Linked DNA regions of Mus musculus: region 2 is linked to region 1. A link is a contact called in public HiChIP or PLAC-seq data. All regions are on one chromosome and are shown on one strand. Each heading gives the region's core, a stretch centred on a gene start, on an enhancer-like site or on the middle of the called end of the contact. The rest is flanking DNA. Distances are from core to core; before and after follow the strand shown. Region 1 overlaps Hectd4 (HECT domain E3 ubiquitin protein ligase 4). Region 2 holds the start of Erp29 (endoplasmic reticulum protein 29).

What was found. HiChIP or PLAC-seq counts read pairs in DNA pulled down with a chosen protein or histone mark.
Region 2: an H3K4me3 HiChIP or PLAC-seq map of bone marrow-derived macrophages shows a contact between it and region 1, with 2.4 times the contacts expected there. The contact joins the promoter of Erp29 here to the enhancer-like site in region 1. A contact is called at or near these places in 5 of 39 promoter capture datasets (the 3T3-L1 cell line, the HPC-7 cell line, fetal liver and 1 more), 3 of 115 datasets of contacts at active chromatin or transcription factors (the SCID.adh cell line, bone marrow-derived macrophages and embryonic forebrain) and 3 of 9 other capture datasets (adipose tissue, liver and pancreatic islet).

The regions. Positions count from the first base shown.
Region 1 is chr5:121,325,822-121,332,542 of GRCm38.p6, forward strand. Hectd4 (HECT domain E3 ubiquitin protein ligase 4) reads left to right here. Exons shown (of 76, transcript NM_181421.4): 46 at 2,264-2,425; 47 at 2,542-2,690; 48 at 3,244-3,323; 49 at 3,637-3,800; 50 at 5,855-6,092. Among named protein-coding and RNA genes, the nearest start is that of Gm24671, 28 kb to the right of the region's middle. Within about 2 kb of position 3,695, at least 84 of the 459 cell types and tissues checked have an H3K27ac peak or open chromatin away from gene starts, as enhancers often do. A contact at or near this core is called in bone marrow-derived macrophages and pancreatic islet, where this site is marked.
Region 2 is chr5:121,448,355-121,455,075 of GRCm38.p6, forward strand. It overlaps Erp29 (endoplasmic reticulum protein 29), which reads right to left and starts at 4,120. Exons shown (of 3, transcript NM_026129.2): 1 at 3,837-4,120. The coding sequence starts at 3,986. It also overlaps a transcript of Tmem116 not described here.

The sequences.
Region 1 (6,721 bases), core at 2,445-4,944:
GACTGTAATACTCTAATAATCAGAGGGTGACTGAGTAATAGCAAATGTGAAAAAATTGCCACATTTTATGTTTGTAGCAGCTTTATTCACAATACTCAAAAGTGAAAACTGGCTCATCAACTATAGAATGAATTAGCAAAATAAGATAATATCCAAGCCCTGAATCATGACATAACCACATACAGGCCACCGCATGGTCCCGCAGGTTTCCAGATTTCACTTGTGTGTATAGAAAACCCAGAGAAGAAGCATTGGGTTGCTGTAACAGGCTGGAGGAGGAGAGAAGTGAGTGAGCGGCTAGACCTTGGCTTCTGCTGAGTGTGTGACTGCTTACAGCAAGGGAACACACACTCTAGACCAGAGTGTGGGGTGGCTGCTCAACTCCATGAGCATGTCAAGAGGCAGGCGTGAGCAGCTTGACATGGCAGACTGTATGTTACCAAGAGGCAGGCGTGTGCAGCTCGACCTGGCAGACTGTATGTGTGAGAGGCAGGGCTGTGCAGCTCGACCTGGCAGACGGTATGTGTGAGAGGCAGGCGTGTGCAGCTCGACCTGGCAGACTGTATGTGTGAGAGACATGTAAATAAATTAGTGCACATAATAAAGGCTGCACCAATGTCACTTGACATCTAGCCGTCTTTAGTTACCTGGTGAACACATTGAGGGGTGGTTTAAAAGGCAAATGGTTTCTTCCGTCCATTGTGTTTGTGTGTCGCATCCAGCTTTTTCTTCCCAGCAGAAGTGAATCCTATCAACAGCAGTGTCCACCACATGCTGTGCACACTGACTCTCAAGGCTGCAGTCAGGCTTGTGACCTGATGATGACCTGGCAGCCATATCCTTTGTTGGCTGCGATGCTTTGTGTAGGGTGTGTTGGAATTGGTGAGTGGAGAGAAACTATCTCATAGAAAAGCCTGACACTTGAGCAATAAAGTATTGGAGCATGAGGAGACAGGGAGACAGACAGCGACCCAATAAAAACGCTGTCACTCATGTCCTCAGATACAGCTCCTCCTTAAGCACTGAGCTAAGATGGTACTGTGCATCCGTGTGACTGGGTGAGGATGAGCATGACGAGAGAGAAATGTTGTTTAAAGAGAAAACCAAGATCACAGGGCCCCCAATGGAGGAGCTAGAGAAAGTACCCAAGGAGCTAAAGGGATCTGCAACCCTATAGGTGGAACAACATTATGAACTAACCAGTACCCCGGAGCTCTTGACTCTAGCTGCATATGTATCAAAAGATGGCCTAGTCGGCCATCACTGGAAAGAGAGGCCCATTGGACTTGCAAACTTTATATGCCCCAGTACAGGGGAACGCCAGGGCCAAAAAATGGGAGTGGGCGGGTAGGGGAGTGGGGGGGAGGGTATGGGGGACTTTTGGGATAGCATTGGAAATGTAAATAAGGAAAATACCTAATAAAAATAAAATAAAATAAAATAAAATAAAATAAAATAAAATAAAAAGAGAAAACCAAAGAGCAGCTTCAGGAGCCTGTGAAGTAGCCGTGGGAAGATGAGCAGCTGCGGCTCAGGGCTCACCTCGGTGGGGCGGGCACAAAGAAGCTTGCCCCACCTTCCTCCCTTCCCTTCCCTTCCCTCCCCTTCCCTTCCCTTCCCTTCCCTTCCCTTCCCTTCCCTTCCCTTCCCTTCCCTTCCCTTCCTTCTTTCTTTTTTCTTTTTAAAAATAAAAACAAAATCAAAAACAAGTTCTCATTGAGACTTTAGAAAACAAAACAAAACCATAAAGTGTTCATGCTAAGTGTGGTGGCGCATGCCTTTAATCCTGAGCATGCAGAAGGCAGAGGCAGGATGATCTCTGTGAATTCGAGGCCAGCCTAGTCTGCAGAGTGAGTTCCAGGATAGCCAGAGCTACACAGAGAAACCCTGTCTCGAAAAACCAAAACCAAAAACATAAAGCTTCTCTTAAGATTTATTTTTACTTTTTGTGTCTGGTGTCTCTCCTGCCATGTGCATGCAGTGTCTGAGACCAGAAAGCTCCCAGTGCTCTCGCCCCTGAGCCAGAAGACAGACTTGCATAATGTATGATGGTGATGCACAGGGAGGGTGTCATTGAATGAGACCCCATGAGTAGCAGGTGTAAGACTTTGGAGTCCATTCCCAGCATTATAACAAAAATGCAAAAGAGAAAAGAGAACCCAAATTTTGATCATATCAGATAGAAATTATTTTCTTCTCTGAGAGACTAATGAGATTTATCTGCTTTGTTGAGTGGAATCCTCCCTTTTGTCCCCAATTGCAGCCCAAAGAGATCACCTGGAGCCCTTCTCGAGTGTTCCCTCCAGTTCGTGCCTGCATGTTCTCATCTCACCTCACCTCTGTGACCTTCCTGGCTGACCCCAGCGCTGGAGGAGGTCTTCCCCGGGGCACATTCATCTATGCCACCTCGCCCTTGCCTGTTCAGGTGAGAAGGTTCCTGTCGACCTGCCTTTTCTCACACCTCTGACCGGAAAGACGCGGCAGGTGCTAGGCCTGGCCACCAGTTCCCTCTGACATCACCCTCTGCTGCCGTCTCTTCAGGCCCCATCTTTCTACTGGGAAATTGAGATTGTTTCCTATGGAGACACTGATGATGACACTGGACCAATCGTCTCATTTGGCTTCGCTACAGAAGCTGAGAAGCGAGATGGGGCATGGACCAATCCAGTGGGCACTTGCCTCTTCCACAAGTAAGGAAAAGTGCTGCCCAGCATGGGTGGGCTCGCCTTTATCCCAGCATTCAGGAGGTGGCCAATCGTTGTGAGTTTGAGGGCCACCTGGTCTGTTAGTAAGTTCCAGGCTAGCCAGGGCTGCATAGTGATACCCTTTCATGGATCAGGATTCCAGGGAGAGTGACTTCCCATAGGTGTTATGGGTATTCAGGGAACCAAAGTGGGGCTGTGTGACTGAGGAAATGTGGAGAGAAAGTGATATTTTTCTCTCTGGTGCTTGTGTTCCTCCCCATGGTTCCTTCCTTGTAGCCCTGCAGCAGGAGTGCGTCTTTCTTCTTTCCATTCCGTTCTGAATTCACATACCATGCTGCTGCTCTGCAGACTGGTGTCTGTTGAGCTGTTATCCTCAAGCAACAGCAGAGTAGCCTCAAGCCAAGTGTGGACCTTGCTAGTTGGAATGTTTGGGAAAGCATTGCTCTTGACTGCGGGGGTTCCTTCCTTGCTGGCCCCTGCCTTCTCTCCCTCCTTCCCTCCACGAGTCTCAGCCTTGACTTTCTTGTTCTCCTTTCAGCAATGGCCGAGCTGTACACTACAATGGCTCCAGTCTACTGCAGTGGAAGAGCGTCCGCTTAGATGTCACACTCTCTCCTGGTCAGTGCGGTGGGGCCTTCTTACCCTGCATGCTTCTGTGGGTGCCAGCCTTGGACCTAAATGGTTTAAAGTTAAATAAACTTAGCAATTGGAAATGGGTCATCTGTCATTGAGTAAAAAGTAAACACTTGCCCTTGTCGTCTGAGTTTTATACCACAGCTCTCATATTCTGAAGCCATTCCCTTAGAGCCTCTATCTTGTAACTCAGGGGACAGATGGGGCTGCTTTTGGCTCTCATCGCATAATTGCATATTAGAAGGTCACCTGATAGTAAACTGGGAAATAGTAAACTGTATCCTGCTTTCTGCTGTAGGCGATGTGGCAGGAATCGGCTGGGAGAGGACCGAGGGGACTCCACCTCCTCCAGGGCAGCCAGCCAAAGGTCGGGTGTACTTCACATACTGCGGGCAGCGCCTCACACCATACCTAGAAGATGTCTCTGGTGGCATGTGGCCTGTGGTTCACATTCAGAAAAAGGCAAGTCACATTGATAGGAGAGAAGAACAAATTGTTTTCAGAAATAAATCCTGACCAGAAAGGGAAAGAAAGGGCTTTGGTATAACTATTCCTGCACAGTGACGGGCACAGGCAGCCAGGGTGAGTGTGCTTCCTTCCTGGTGGACCCTGCAGGCTTGCATCTTCTGAGCTGTGTCCAGAGCTTGGTGTGGACTTGCGCTCAGCTCCCCTGAGCCATCCTTCCTTAACGAGGAAGGGAGCACTGCTGAAATGTCTGAAAATAGCTTGTAGTCACAGAGAATGGCAGATCCTCAGAGGGTTCTCTGGGGAAGACTCACAAGTTCAGCACTCCTCTTCCCCAGCACCCAACACAAACACAGTCACACACGCAGTCACACACACACCTACACTCATATGCTCACATACAAACATACATACATACATACATACATACATACATATATACAAACATATACACACAGTCTGTCTGTCTGTCTGTCTGTCTGTCTGTCTCTGTCTCTTAAACGCGTTCTCACGACCGGCCAGGAAGAACACAACAAACCAGAATCTTCTGTGGCAAAACTTTATTGCTTACATCTTCAGGAGCCAGGAGCGCAAGCCCCAAGCCCCAAAAACGAAAGCCCCCCCCCCCCCCCCCCGCTTACATCTTTAGGAGCCAGAGCGTCAGAGCGCCAGAGCGCAGAGCAAGAGAGAGAATGGCGGAAACCCCGTCCCCTTTAAGGAGAATTATCCTTCGCCTAGGACGCATCACTCCCTGATTGGCTGCAGCCCATGGCCGAGTTGACGTCACGGGAAAGGCAGAGTACATGTAGTGGAAAAATACCCTTGGCACATGCGCAGATTATTTGTTTACCACTTAGAACACAGGATGTCAGCGCCATCTTGTGACGGCGAATGTGGGGGCGGCTCCCAACATCTGTCTCTCTCTCTCTCTCTCTCTCTCTCTCTCTCTCTCACACACACACACACACACACACACACATACACACAGGCTGCTGTTGACTTTGAAGGAGCACCTAGGGAAGCCTGCTGCTCTGTCCGGCATTGTTACTGGTGACATGCTGCAGCCCCTCATCTTCATGCACTCCACAGTCCATAGCCAGATGCCCATCCTCATGAACTCAGCAGGAGTCAGCAGCAGGACACAGGTTCAAAGCAGAGAAAGCTGCTTCTCTGGGCTTCCTGTCTCAGGAGAAGGCATTTCTCTCCATGTCCCATGCTTTCATTCACTCAACAGATGTTTACCCAGCATCTGTGTGTGAGCAACATGTTGAACTTAGGCAGAGTACAAGGCATTGATGCTGTCTGTCTCTGTCACGCTGTAATCAATTGGAGCAACTAGACATTAGTCAGATAATCACAAGAACATGTGGGTGTAATCACAAAGTAATAAATCCTTAGAGTGAGGATCTAGTCTCTAAGTGCCAAGCATATCCCTGCCCTCTGCAGTCCTGGTGTGTAAGCTAAGCCTGGAGCTCTCCATTGTCTCAGTGGGAAGAGTGGGAAGAGTGTCCCAGGCGCAGAGAGAGGAGCAGCATGCAGTGCTGTTGGGTAGAGCACAGCCACTGGCCCGTGCGGTGCTGCAGCCTTGTAAGTCAGTTCTTGAGAGCCAAGTCAAGACTGATGGAGCTGGAGAGATGTTCCTCTAGCTAACACTAGTCCCAAGGGATTCCACATTCTTTTCTGGCATTCTCTAGGCACCAGCCACACATGCGATGTACAGCATACATATGGGCAAAATTTTCGCACACATTAAATAAATAAAAGAGGATGGTTATTAAGAGTCTGAGGCTAGCCTGGGCTACATAGCAAAACCCTGTCTGTCGACCAGGAGAGGGTAAGATATCAGATACAGTGAGTGGCAAGGAACCCGAGCACATGTGAAGGGAGGGCCGGAGGGGCAGACAGCCACACAACACAGCGCTCCAGGCACAGCTCACACAAGCCTACTCTGGGCTTGCTTCTCCTGCCTGCCCACTGAAGTGTACTTTATTGTTTGTAAATCCAACAGAAAGAAAGAAAATCTAGATAAATCCTTTATTTGCTCTTTCTAGAACACAAAAACTCGAGCCAATTTTGGCTCCCGCCCATTTGCGTATGCTGAAGGACAGGCCCACCGAAATGCTGCCGACCTGTGCACTGACCTGGCAGAAGAGATCAGCGCTAACTTTGAGGCCTTGCCATTCGCCATGGCATCTGACAGTGACAACGATGCTGGCACCAGTATTGCATCAGACCCAGGCACTCATGGGCCGCCATGCCGGATTGCAGCAGTGGCCACAGCCCAGCAGCGTAAGCCTCTTCATTGCCTCACCCCACCCCCTGCTGCTAGTGCTGTTGGGACAAGTCCTCAATGCAGGGAGACAGTCTCAATAGAAAGACTTGGGAGAGGAGGCAGGTAAAACTGGAAGTGTGCCCACTCCACGGTGCTGACCCTGTAGGTGTGGGAGGTATAGTACAGGAAGCGAAGAGCCCAGACATTTATGTGAAATCACTTCACTTGACTGTGTTACTCATTTGTTTAAGTCACTTCTTATTAAAAATCTCTTTAAACTGAGCTCATCAAGTAATAATAAAATGGTAGAATTACAGACATGGGTAGAAAGCTATGTGCTACAATGTTTCCTGATCATGTAAAAAACTTATAATAAACCTCGGGTGATTTAGGCCTATAATCCCAGGTATTAGGGTGGCTGAAGCAGGAAGATAATAAACTCAAGGCCAGCCCCATCTCAACATTTAGATATATAGGCCAAGAGATACATAGAAACATGGCTAGATACATAGATAGATATATACACAGACCATAGAAGCATAGATAGGTAGATACACAGGTCATAGATGCCTAGATAGGTAGATACACAGACCATAGATGCATAGATAGGTAGATACACAGACCATAGATGCCTAGATAGGTAGAT
Region 2 (6,721 bases), core at 2,870-5,369, 120 kb after region 1:
CAAGTGCTCATGTGTGTGTCAGCACACCTTGCTTAGCATGCTGGATATTTTTCCCTCCAAGTAAACCACACTATCAAGTAATAGCCGCTTGAGTTGTTTCTTCCCCTTACTATTGTAGATAGCACTGCCCTGAATGTTCACACATGTGTTTTGCTTGAGCACACAGATTCGATTCCAGCTGGTTTTGGACAGCAGTTTTGCCTTCTCATCTTCAACTTTAAAACAATTCCTTTTAATTCTATGTGCATGTGTGGCTGTGTGCATGAGTACAGGTACCAGAGGAGGCCAGCAGGGGGTGCTTGATCCCCCTGGAGCTAGAGTTACAGGCAGCTATGAACCGCCTGACATGGGTACCAGGAGCTGAACTCACATCCTCTGCAAGAACAGTGTTTGCTGTTAACCACTGAACCCTCTCTCCAGCGGCCACCTCCAACCCTTCATGCCTGTAATGCAGTGGTCCCAACTTGTCATTTTTGTCACAAACACTGAAGATAAAAAGAACTTACACCAGGCATGGTGGCGCACGCCTTTAATCCCAGGACTCAGGAGGCAGAGGCAGGTGGATTTCTGAGTTCGAGGCCAGCCTGGTCTACAGAATGAGTTCCAGGACAGCCTGGGCTACACAGAGAAACCCTGTCTAGAATAACCAAAAAACAAACAAACAAAAAAAACCCTTATTTTTGACATTACCTTGGTTTTTCATTTTTAAGGATAACAACACTGCCTGGGGACATGAAAGACAGAAGCCATGGGAACAGGTCTCTGACACCAAAAAGTCCAGAGCTCTAAGGGCCCAGCAGCAGGCGAGACTGAAAATGTAAAGCAGAGCACATCCCTGAGGCCCAGTTGGCCTCGCTTCTGCCTGGAGGCTCCTTCCTGGGTTCTCTTCTCGGCTTCCTCTATCACTCAAGATTCAGTTCAGTTCCCTTCTAGTGGACAGGACTATGCTAGTCACCTATCGCTTCGTTCTCTTAACGCTCTCCTCCCATCTCGATCGGAAACCGTACTGTCATTTCCTGTGCTTTCCACTAAGATGTGTATTTCTAAGAATAAGGACTGTGTTCTAGTGCATTTCTCAAGCCCCCATGTCTGGAATGAACACAACTCTAGGCTTCTTAGAGAGCTGACACTGATGGGTTTCGAGTCAGGGCGGGTTGAAGCAGGGTGGTGCATCAAAAGCCCAGCACAGAATCCCTACCCAGGGGCATACATCTGTAACCACAGGATGGTTGAACACTGAAGTAGAAAGGAGATTATGGCTAATGGAAGGTAGTAGTGGTGTTCTGTACATGTGTTTACGTGTGTGGGTGCCATGGGATGATTGAGGTCAGAGGATAATTTGTGGGAGTCTGTTCTTTCCCCTGACCACGTAGGTCCAGAGGATTGAACTCTGGCCACCAGGCTTGGTGGAAGCTTGCTGAGCCATCTCACGGGCCCTTCAATGGCTTTAAGACAAGGTCATTAAGTTTCCTAGATTGGCCTTGAACTTTTGACCTTTCTGTCTCTCCCTCCCCAGTGTGACACTATGACTGGCTGAAATTCTGTATTCACTGAAAAAAGAATCTGCTAAGAGCGCATCATGCCCCAGACACCATTCTAAATGGACACAGCAGTGACCAACACTGGGCCTCTCTGATGGAGCCTTCTAGTGATGGTCGGAAAGAGCCATGAGGAAATAGTTTTCTTTTTTAAGTTGGAGATCACTGAAAGGCGAGGCATGTAACAAGATTCCTGGACAAAACACCAGGAGGCGCCCTTTGTCTTTTAAGAGAACAGTCAGAATGAGGAACTGAGAACACAGAAGGGGACTCTAAAGGCGCCTGTGTTGAGGGGTTGGACAGGGCTGTTTTGGAAAGGGTTGCTGTTAGGACCCCCCCTATACCTGTTAAGACACCTGTTCACTCATGGGAACGCAACTCATCTGGTATGCTGTGTAGAGAGTCAGAAAAATACATCAGGTACTTCAGGGCATTGGTGGCACACGCCTTCAAACCCAGCACTAGGGAGAGTGGCAGAGGCAGGCAGATCTCTCTGAGTTCGAGGCCCGTCTGCTCTACAGAGCTAGTTCCAGGACAGCCAAAGTTACAAAGAAAAGCCCTGTTTAAAAAAAAAAACAAAAACAAAAACAAAAAAATAAAAATCATATCAGGTACTTCATAAACATGTCATCGTCTATGAAATATGAATGAGAAGCTGAAAACGGCAAGGAGTGCCCTCACGGGTACCAACAGGTCAATCTGGGCAACTGAGAAAGCGAGGGGACAAGAGAAGTTAACATTTAACCTAAGACAGAGCCACGAGAAGTAACCTATTCCAAAGATGGCAAAGAATGTTCCAGTCACAAGGAACGGCCACTGCGGATGGACTAACAGCTGTGAGCTAGGGGCAGTCAGAGAGAAGGCTTGTGTTGCCTGGAGACGATTGGAAAAGGGGGCAAATGACTAGGAAATGAGATGGAATAAGGGTCGTTCCTTGCTTGCTACTATATTAAGTAGAATCTCATGGTGCTGCCTGGTGGCCTGTGGGGTTAAGGGGGGGAGGGAGATGACACCCTCAGGGCAGATCCTTAAAGATGGAGAAGCAGGGAGCTGGTGAGAAGGCTCAGTGGTTAAGAGTGCCAACTGCTCTTCTGAAGGTCCTGAGTTCAAATCCCAGCAACCAAACAGTGGCTCACAACCATCCGTAACAAAATCTGATGCCCTCTTCTGAAGTGTCTGAAGACAGCTACAGTGTACTTACATATAATAAATAAATCTTTAAAAAAAAAAGATGGAGAAGCAGCAACTGACTAAACCCATGGTGCAAAATGTCCTTTTTATTCACACTTGGACTGTGGTATTACTAGGTTGCTATATAGGTTGGATGGATGACTAATAAGATGCTTAATTTTTTTTAATTAAAAAAAAATACAAACTTGAATGGGTTACACGTGTGTGGGGGGGGGGGTTCCTAACAGCAACCCTTTCCAAAACAGCCCTGTCCAACCCCTCAACACAGGCGCCTTTAGAGTCCCCTTCTGCGTTCTCAGTTCCTCATTCTGACACAATAAGAAAATGACCAAGTCTCTCCGCGCTAAGCCCAATAGAGGAACTAAGAAGATTCTGGTAACTAGAGACATGCACGAAGAACTGAGTCCAGAGGCCACTGCACTCAGCCTGCAACATTTCCACCGTCCATTTGCTCAGTCTTCGAAACCAATTTTTGTTTTAAAATAAATAAAATTGCTGAGGGTAGTGTAGTTTCTTACATGCCTTGACCGGGTTTTGTTCATTTCGTACTCCACTCCCCCAAGATGCTCTCTACAGGTGGGAGCCCTGCAATCTTTTTAACCCTTGCACTTTGTAGGGGGGCCGTGTGCGGTCTGAACCCGGTTTGCACATGGCCAAGAACGCTACAATCCATCCTCCGAGGAGCAGACTGGCATGCTAACCCAGTTCTCTCGGCCATCTCCACCCCATCCGAGAGCCTAGGAGCGTAGACCTCGCCCCGCCCTCCGGTCTTCCACTTGTGACTCGTGGATTGGATCTTTCCTATCATTGTCTTTTTCCCCAGTTGATAAAGGAAAAGGGACACTTGGTTCCCTTTGACTGCGCTTTGGTAGCTTTTTGTAAAAAAACAGATGTAGCGAGTACCGGGGTTGCAAGGATGCCGGGTGGTCAGGGTGCGCCCCTGCTCTGTCGACACTGGGCCTATAGGATGGTGGGGCGTGTAGGGATGGTCCCCAAGGACTGCCTGCTGCTGCCACCCCTCCGGGCCCAACGTCCCCGTGGGCTCGCGCTGCCACGGGCGTCTATCTGCACCTGCGCACGATCCCCGTCGCCCGCCGCCCTCATTACCTTGTAGAAAGTGACTGTGTCCAAGGGAAGGGCACCCTTCGTGTGTAGGCCGCTGCCGCCGTGCGGAGCAAAGAGGAGCAGCAGGCCCAGGAGCACGGACAGCAGTGGGGAGAGAGAAGCAGCGCCAGACACCCCGGCGGCGGCGGCCATCACGCCGGATGGTGGGAGCGGGAGAGACAGGCAAGCTACAGGCGGAGCGCTCCGAGTGGGCGGTCACGTCACGGGGAGGGCCGTCCTGCCGGCGGCGCGCATGAACGCAAGCGGCCACCGCCAGAGCGAGATGCTCCGGCCGCCTCCGGGGTGGAAGGGAGGGGCCGCGGAGGGGCGGGGCAGAGAGAGGGAGCGGCTGCGCATGCGTCGTAGGCGGAGCGGCGAGCGGGCGGGGTCGCGGGACGGGACGGGCCTGCCGCGCACGCGCACGCGCACGCGCACGCGCACTTGGCGACACTCGGCTAGGCCGTGTTCCGCTGCGTTCTCGCGGGAGGCGCCGCTTCGACCCTTCCCCTCGTTGCCCTCTCTCTCGCCTCGGAAGAAGACGTGGCGGCGTCCCTTCCTTCCCTGCGCTGGGCGGTCCTGCGGTCTCAAGAGACCCGCCGCCTCCCTCGGTTAGTCAGCTGTTTGTCACTGGTAGTCGCTGTCCTGCCCTTGTAGACCCCCGGTTGCAGCTCTGGTCAGGCCCGCGGGGACACTTAGGCAATGTGGCCTCCCATGTCGCAGGAGGTTGGGGAAAAGGCCTATTCGCCTTCGTGCTTTTTGGTCAAGTGTTGGTGGGTGGCACAGGCCTAATTTCAGCACGAGGCAGGGGGGTGACAAGACCAGGCTGGGCTGTCCCGTTTTCAAGGACTAGCTTATGGTACGTTCTGATTGTCTTCAGCACAGGGATAAAGGCTCGAAGGAATTCCTTATTGGAGACGACAGAGGGATCGTGGCCAGCAGGCTGTGTGAGCCAGCACAGGACATTCAATCCCAGTGCTAGCTGGGAAAACTGGCAGGCTGGTCTCTGAGTTGGAAGCCAAACCTCATCCATATACTGTGTTCCTGGAACTAGTACCTTCCACATCTAAGTTCCGTCCTTAGCACCCAAGGGGGAAAGCACAACTTTAATCACACCACTCCAAAGGCCAAGGGTGGCGAACCTGAGTTCAAGGCCAGCCTGGTCTACAGAGTGAGTTCTAGGCTATTCAAAGTCAACAAGGGTCTTCGAAAGACAGACACAAAACAGGCTGGGTGTGGACTACTTGCCAGTACTGGGGAGGCAAGGAGGATGCCCAAATTGGGGGGGCGGGGGGAAGGAAAAAGAGCGAATGATGAATGAAGATAGGTTGGTCAGTGGCCTATCCATGTATACAAATCTACATTCGCGTGCACACACACACACACACACACCTGTAGAATCATGAAAAAGCTAGACCATGTTGTGCTTTTTTTTTCCCTCTTTTTTTTATTACTGTTAAATCTCAAACCCTAGGTGAGACAAACGGCTGTGGTGACTAACATCAAAGTGGACCTGGCCATGAGGTTCTCCCAGAATCCCTCAGGGTATGACAGGCATGCCCTGCTCCCTACCCTAAACTTCTCCAGTCCAAGGGCTGGGCTGCCCTTCCTCCAGCCGCCTTTCCCTATAATAATCCAGCCATTTAAGCTATGGCAGTCTCTTGGTCAGTGTCTTGGCCCAGGCTGCCCCTCTTAACTGGGACTCTCCTCCCCTCTCTCCTCCCTTCCCCCTCTCTCCACATGGCTCATGGTCATGTTCACTCCGGACTGTGGTCTTCCTTTTTTAGCTACAATAAACTTCCTCCTCCATCATCCCTAGGAGCAGCCCTTCTATAAAAAGCACAGCTTATTACAGCTGCTGCCTTATGACCACCCCTCTAATAGACAGCTAGGTGCCCTGCATTTGACTGGCCGTACTGACCTTGACATCTAGCACAGACTGTGCAAGTATGATGCACCACTGGTCATTCTGCCGCAGTGTGACACGGCTATGTAGGTCCTTCTTTTTGACTTGTGTGTGTGGTATCCAGACTGCTATCCACCCAGTAAGTATTAAAATCTTTCCTCCCCATCTCGTGCCCTTTCCAAATCCCTGCAGAGGTATATCCCGCCTTTGAAGAACCTGTATTACGAGTCCGTCCTGCTCACGTGTGTCAGCACAGTATCTGGGAGATACTTGGTGAGCATGACTTTGAAAAGTAGGGAGCACTCATGAAGCAGTAGGAATCAGGATGTGGTACCGCACGCTGAGCACTGTGAACCTATGTAAAGGCAAACTCAGGAGCGGGGGCAAAATAAAGTCTCTCACTGACCTGAGGGGTTTACAGCCACCAGAGGCCTCCATTGGAGTGTTGCCAGATTTGTGTATGAAAACATTCCATAGAGATGAAGAAATGGCTGGGTGTGGCTTTAGTCCCAAGCCTTCCTGGGAAGGAGAGTGCCTGAGACCTGAGGAAACCTGAGGACTTTGGAATAAGCAATATCCTCGAAGTGGACTAAGTCGTGTGCCTCCAGTGCACTGTAATTGCATTTGGAGAGAGAATTACAGTAATTACAGAAATAGTTAAACCTAAATGAAATCCAACAGCGGGGGCCCAATCCAGTGGGCCTCGTGTCCCTTTATGAAAAAGAGATTACAACTGGACATGATGGCCAGCGCCTTTGATCCCAGCACTCAGGCGAAGGCAGGTGGGGCCCTGTAAGTGGGAAGCCAGCCTGGTCAACCTGGGTTGTATCGCTATAAAAATGAATGAATGAAGAGAATGCATCAGAAGGGAGAAGACTGAGGCTGAGGGCAGTGGGTAGCTCTCGCAGTATTTAAAGGAGGTGAGAGAAGTTCCTGGAAATTAGGAATGGCCTAGGGAGTAGGGTGGGAAGGGGAGTGGCGGGGA